Regions from separate parts of the Mus musculus genome. Here region 2 is linked to region 1. Evidence: chromatin contacts called from public targeted proximity ligation data. All regions are on one chromosome and are shown on one strand. The core of a region is the stretch at or near the end of the contact, and the rest is flanking DNA. Distances in the headings are between cores, read along the strand shown.

The links.
Region 2: a contact with region 1 is called in a targeted proximity ligation map of forebrain, with 3 times the contacts expected there. A contact is called at or near these places in 8 of 39 promoter capture datasets (the 3T3-L1 cell line, 3T3-L1-derived adipocytes, the C10 cell line and 5 more), 1 of 484 Hi-C or Micro-C datasets (embryonic stem cells), 5 of 130 datasets of targeted methods (the SCID.adh cell line, embryonic stem cells, forebrain and 1 more) and 1 of 9 other capture datasets (liver).

Annotation. Positions count from the first base shown.
Region 1 is chr19:38,041,820-38,044,869 of GRCm38.p6, forward strand. It overlaps Myof (myoferlin), which reads right to left and starts at 1,758. Exons shown (of 54, transcript NM_001302140.1): 1 at 1,417-1,758. The coding sequence starts at 1,504.
Region 2 is chr19:38,243,573-38,247,027 of GRCm38.p6, forward strand. No RefSeq gene overlaps it. Among named protein-coding and RNA genes, the nearest start is that of Gm32491, 13 kb to the right of the region's middle.

The DNA.
Region 1 (3,050 bases), core at 508-3,007:
TTTTTTAACACTGTCAATTTCAGATTATTTCATAATCTGTACAATTTGCCCTAAATTGTGACTTCTCAGTCTTAGCACCCTTTTTCACATGCCAACAATGAAAGGTGCAAATTCTTCATGTTGTGTCAGTATTGTAAGACTGCTTTAAGTTAGATTTTTAAAATTACCACATGCAAATAAATCTAATATGTGTCTCCATAATCTAGAGTCAGAACTATAAACCACACTGTCCAGTAAGAATTTGAATTTTGTTTTCTAGGTCTCTTCTTTTCATCTTCCCTCTCCCGACTCCTCCCTCCCTCCCTCCCTTCTCTCCTCCCTTTTTCTCTTTCTAACTGAACAGCCCTTTAGCAGCTTTGCGTTTCCCATTTTTCCTTTTCTTGCTCACCCTTGGAAGAAAAGATTTGAGAACAGAAATAAAGATTTTCAGAAATGGACAGGAGAGTGGAGAAAGGGGTGAATTACACAGTATTTGCAAGGGAGGAGGAGTCAGATTCCTGGGGTTGGCAGGAAATGTGCCAAGCTGTAGTAAGGAAATGCCTGCCTGTCAAAAGTTCCAGTTCAGCAGGGTGCCCCCACCAAGGGAGCCTGCAACTTGCCAAGACCGCAGCCAAACCCAAGCCATGGCCACCTGCCCCACTAGGGTGGAGGGGGGCATCCTATGATAACAGCTGCCCGTTCCCCTCCCCGGCTCCCTTCCACCGCAATCACAGCTAGTGTCACAGATATCTGTTTGGAATTCCAAGGGGTCTATTAAAGTCCAGCCAGTCTAAACCTTCCCCCTTGTTTTGCAGAGGAACGCTGAGACACAGAGGAATGATGATGTCATTTGCCCAAGGTTATCCAGTGCTGTAGAGCCAGACTCCCAAGCTGCAGATGTGCTTCAGAGCTCCTTTAGGGTGGGCAATCCCAAAGTTACCGAACATATCCAAACAGCCCAACTCCTGGAGATTCAGAACACTAGAGAGAGTTCCTTCATGCCCTACGCAAAGCCCAAATGATGGTAAAAGCAGTATGGAACTGGTTAATAGTGTAATGGTGCCTCCAGCAATTAATGAATTGTTCCCTCCGCTACTCATTTCTCACAGGGAGAGAAAGTTTCAAAACGCACCCACATCTATGCGCACTAACTTTGAACCGACAAAGACCTTCATACTTGAAATCCAGAAGAGTAGCAAATAGAGGTTCCCGAGAGTTTACAGAAATGTCAGGCCATTCGGTGATTCTCCAAGCCCTAGGAAAAGTTAGATTCCCTCAGTAGTGAACGACAGTGACCTGCCCAGGTAAACCTGGGACCGCCAGAGGAACAGAGTTGGCTTGGCTTCACCAGATGCCAAGAGCTGACTTGAAGGAGATTCAAAAGTCTAGCCTTCCATTAAAGGGTTTCAGAAAGAGAAGAAAACGTCGTCGTCTTACCCTTAAAAATGACAGAAACGATAGGATCCGGCTTCCCAAATTTTGTTTTAGGGATGTTAGTGGCAGATTCCACAATCACTCGAAGCATGGCTCGTGGAGAAAGCAAGTCGCAGCCAAGCAGAGAAGACGCGGTGCTGGCGCTGGGCCCTCCGCCCTGGGAGGAGGATGTCTCCCAGCTGGGGGAGGGCTTCCTCGGGCAGGGGGAGGGCTTCTCCCACCGCGGTGGGGGGGTGGTGCAGGGCAGGGGGGTGGGCCTCTGGAGGATTATTTACTGAAAGCCAAGTGTAAACTGATATCCACACTCCCTCCCGGAGTCCACGCAGGCCCACAGGCGCGGCTTATGAATTCAGAAAAGTGTGGACCTGAAAAAGGACACCTCGACGAAAAGAAGTTTTGCGCAGCCAATGAAACGGCGGTGGATTTGGGACGAACTGCAGGCAGTTCAGGAAAACCACAGAGATGTTGTTGCCTTTTAGCAGTAACTCGTGAAACCGAACTCTGTTGGTTTTCTACCACCTCTTGCACTGTTTTACCGAGTCTCGAGGAGTTTTTAAACTATTTAGTCGGGTTTTTAATTTTACTTTTGCCTTTTCTTCTCCTGCTGTTGGACACGCCCCCTCAGCAACACCAAAGACTTTTTAAAAAGCTGCCAAGAGGCGTCCCCTACTGTATATTACAGGAATAGTTAACGTCCAGGTACTGGTTAGAGTCACTAGCCTTGGTTCTTTGCTTTCCCAATGGATTTGCCATAGGAATCCTTCGGAAGAAGGATCCTGGGCCACGGATAGGGGCTGTCCACTATTCTCGAATATGCATTGTCCGCTTAAAGAGAATGAAGTAAGGCCATGCAGCCTGATGGTTAGAGCACATGAGAAGTCCTTTACCACTTTGAACTACATACATCACCTGAGCAAATTTCTTAGCCACCCTCTCCTTCCATGTCTTTATTTGTAAAAATATCTATAAAATGTGTTGTAAGATGCAAGTCCTATGGAGCCTGACAGGTAGCATGAAGAAAATCACACACATCTGCTATAATTTTGTGATTTTTATAGTCTGTTAATGCAAGTCAGTAATTCAGATTATTGCGTTTCATAATGGTCAAATCTGGCTACAGAAACATAGAATCTCTTTTTTGCTTCTGACATACAACCAACTGGAAGCAGAGTTCAAATGTCTCAGGAAAGTCAGACTAAACTCAATCTCAGTGAGTTTCTCAAATCCTTATACAAAGTAAGGAGTTATATACAGAATTGTGTTTAGTGTGCACAGAGAGTCAAGGTGGAATTCAAAAAGCATTGTTTTTGGTAAATTTGACTGGTTTTCCTCCTTTTACTGTGAAACACATTGTTTCTCTAAAAAAAAATTGATAGATCATAAATGTGACCACTTGACAGCCCTCCACATCAAGATAGAGAATGTCACACTTTACAAGCCCCAGGGTATACTACACTTGTGACAGACATTTTTGTCCATCATGAAAATTGCCCTGATTTTCCTTTACTAAGTCAGTTCTTTGACAAGTCCATACATGTAAACAATGCATCTGGATTCCCCTCTCCCTTGCCGTTCTTATCCCCCTTTTCAAACCCTGATCCGTTCTTCCTCTCCTCCTTCCCTACATTTTAGTTTGT
Region 2 (3,455 bases), core at 764-3,263, 200 kb after region 1:
CTGAGCTGGGGATAGCACTTGTAAAAGCAGAAATCCTTGACTTTGAAGTCTCATGATCTTATAGTATTATGGCTAATTATATTGTATTCATATTGAAAATTGGGTAAGTGCATATTTTAGGTGCTTTCTACTTACATATACATGTGGACTCACATGCATAAAAATATAGCTGCAGGTAGGGAACGTGTGACTTTTCTTAATTTTGGTAATTAAAACAGAACATCATGCTGTAATCTTATGTATACACACAATAAAAATAGAGTTGTGATGAACGGCGGCAGGTGGCAAAGATACATGGTAAATGACTCCCTTGGGGACCCAACAAGGTGACCGTAGGATTCGTGGGAGGGGCAAGACTGTCACCTGGACAGAAAGAGTCAGAAGGAAGGGGATTACTGGGAGACCAGCTGCAACATACGGGCTTGTGTGTGATCAAGGCTTGGATCACTGCTGCCTATGATATAGAACAAGAAAAAGCCAGAAAGAAACAAGCCCTCCTCCCTCCATACCCCGTGCCACTTCTTTCTATAGAAATAAAAGTATTATAACTCACTTACCTTCATCTTCAAGGCTTACGGTACAGTACAAACTTGAACCAGTGTGTTGATCTTTTCAACACATGTGGGATTTGGGGGCTTTTTTTTTTTGTTTGTTTGGGTTTTGTTTGTTTGTTTGTTTGTTTTGTTTTTTGTTTTGTCCAGGTCATGCTTTAATATCCTTAAAAGCCAATGCAACACCCCACTGGGAATTAGAAGGAATCAGACTTTTTCAAACCTGAGTGGCTTTGACCTCTAGGCTTTCTACAAAGAGTTTAGGATTTAAAGTTGAGAACTCAGAAGCCTAAAGACTCTTTCTTCCCTCTCTCTTCATGGTACCTGGTACAGTTTGTCGGGCCTTGGGTTTTCTTTGCTCTTTGTGGTGGACACTAGTCCCACCCAGGACAAAGTTTAAGACATCGCACTCAAAACATTCATACTGATGGCAACCTAATCCAGGCTAAGGCACAAGGCCTGAAGTGGCTGATATGAAAACAAACCCAGAACCCAGGTCTCCTAATGCCCTCATGATACCAGCTCCCTCCTTCCCTCTCCTTGGAATATAACAAACAAAAGTCCAAAACTAAAATATTCTAAATCAGAAGTACCCTGGACCCTGGTCTGATTAAAACTGCTGACAGTGCATCGCAATTCAATAATGGAACAGCATTAGCTAAGCAGGATTCGTTTAGAAAGGAGAGGAAATGAAGAATTTCCATAGTCTTTATGTTGCATTTCCCATCAGCAGGACTTGATACTCGTGGGTACTTCTCTAACACACCACAGTGGTTCTTCTCGCTGAACTGTATCTGTGTACATTCCGTTAGGGATCAAACCTGCTGAGAGAGAACGACCACACCTTGTGCATTTCTGAATTCCTCCTGGTTGCCTGGCCTGGTTGTAGCACATTGTTCCTACTGAGGTTTCGACACGGCTTTCAGTTTTCACAAATATTTGCTGTATGATAACTCACAAAGGAAACCCAAAGCCAGTGTTTTTACAATGGTTACCTTCCAGATTTAAAGGGAGTCAAAACAGCAAAAAACAAGTGTGCCACATCGGTGGGAGAATTACATGAACTGTCGTTTAAAGAGAGAACAGCTGAGGGGGTTACAGGCTCCGATACACAATTCAGGAATCAAAATCACAAGGATGAGTTGGAAGCGTTGGATCAAACCTTTCTGAGGCAAATTAAAATTTCAGACCGTAGCAACCTTGGTGAGATCAAATCAAACATAGAATTACATTTAAGCTAATTTCATGTTTGGAGGCAAATAATAATAACACATCTAAGGGACTGGATTTATTGGCAAGTTTTGAAAGAATAACTGCCTGCTTGCTTTCCTGTCGAAATGGGAGGAAGAGAGGAAACGGTTCCTACACGTTACAGCTGAAAAATGAAACCAGCTCCCGGGCCAATAACTGACTGAAACATAAAGGGGAAATTGTGCTAAACACTTGGCAGCAGCTGGAGCAATTAAATAAGCACCTGCTGCCAGCTTCATCTGGTGCCCCCCCCTCCAGGCACTCCCCCCTCCGCCGCCTCCCTGCTTCATTTGGGCTGTTTTCTGGTTTTGTTTTGTTTTTTTTTTTTTTAATATCTGCAACTCACTGTGCAAACATATAGATCTGATTTTTCTCTGTGTTCCTTCTGTCCCCTTGGCTGTTGTTGACTTAAGACAACCACTGAGCAGGAGGCACAGTGGTAACAGCATCAACATCTTATACTCTTAGCTTTCAGGTTTCCACAGGAGAGTGCTAGTGTCCCCTTCTCTGACCAAGTGGTGTCACCCCAGAGAGACCCTGCAAGTGAAGAAATAGATTAGACTTCCTGAGGCTGGATTGCTATTGATTTAGTCTAGAATGAAAGCAAGTTGGGTTGCAGACATTCAGGCTTACAAATTGTTACAGATGAGGCTCTTACAGGCGCATGGTAGCCATAGAAGACACATGACCAGGCTGTGTGCGAAGCGCTGAGTCGTGCAAATGTAATGCAGGTGTTCATATTAAAATGTTTATACAAATTCAACCAAAGGGAATAAAATAATAAGTTATTCATCTACCAGAAGTGAACTGACACAGTCCAAAGCCCCAGGCGCCATTTCCTCTTGTTGTCCATAAAAGCTAGCTAATGATGCTCTCTTCAGAGGTGTTTGTGAGGTCAACTGAGATGTATATGTGAGCCACTTTGCTCAGTGTTTCCCTTATAAAAAAGATAATGCGTGAATGTGAATTGCATTTCAAGTGGAAAATCAAGTTCATTATCCTGAGAATTCTGCCTGCTCACCATCCACTAATAGACGCTTCACATTAAATTGCATGTTTTCAATAGGGAAAAATGGAACAGTTCCCATTAACACTTGACAATCAATCAGTGATGCTGGCTGCTTCTCCCACGGAGAAAACAAACCCGAGGAAATGAGACAAATACTCACTTGTCCCTCAATCTTTAAAGTCAAATTAACAATTCTCCGTCCATCCAGTTCCTACTCCGTTCCCTTGGGAGGGAATTATTCTAAATCTGCTTTTGAGTTCCTCCCAACATAGCCAGGGACCTGCGAAGAGAACTTCTTAGAACACAATCAAAGCTTCTGGCTACAGCCTCAAAGCTCCCTGAGGGCAGGAACCACTCTGCCCGCCTCCCCCGCCCCCGTACTACCTCCCCACCCCCACCCCCACACCCCCCCACACCCCCACACCCGCACCCTACCCCTGCTATCTCCCGGCATCTTCCAGAACGCTACCCACACCGTGGAACTCAGGGTGCAACTGCAACAGGGCTCCAGTGGACCACCCCAAGGAGGAAGGAGCCAAGGAAGAAGTTGTTTGAATTTGTGGACTTCATTGGCATGCCCCACAGCTTGTCTTGCTGTTCAAATCGGGACTCTGACATTTTAATAAGTTGGTGGGGACACTTTA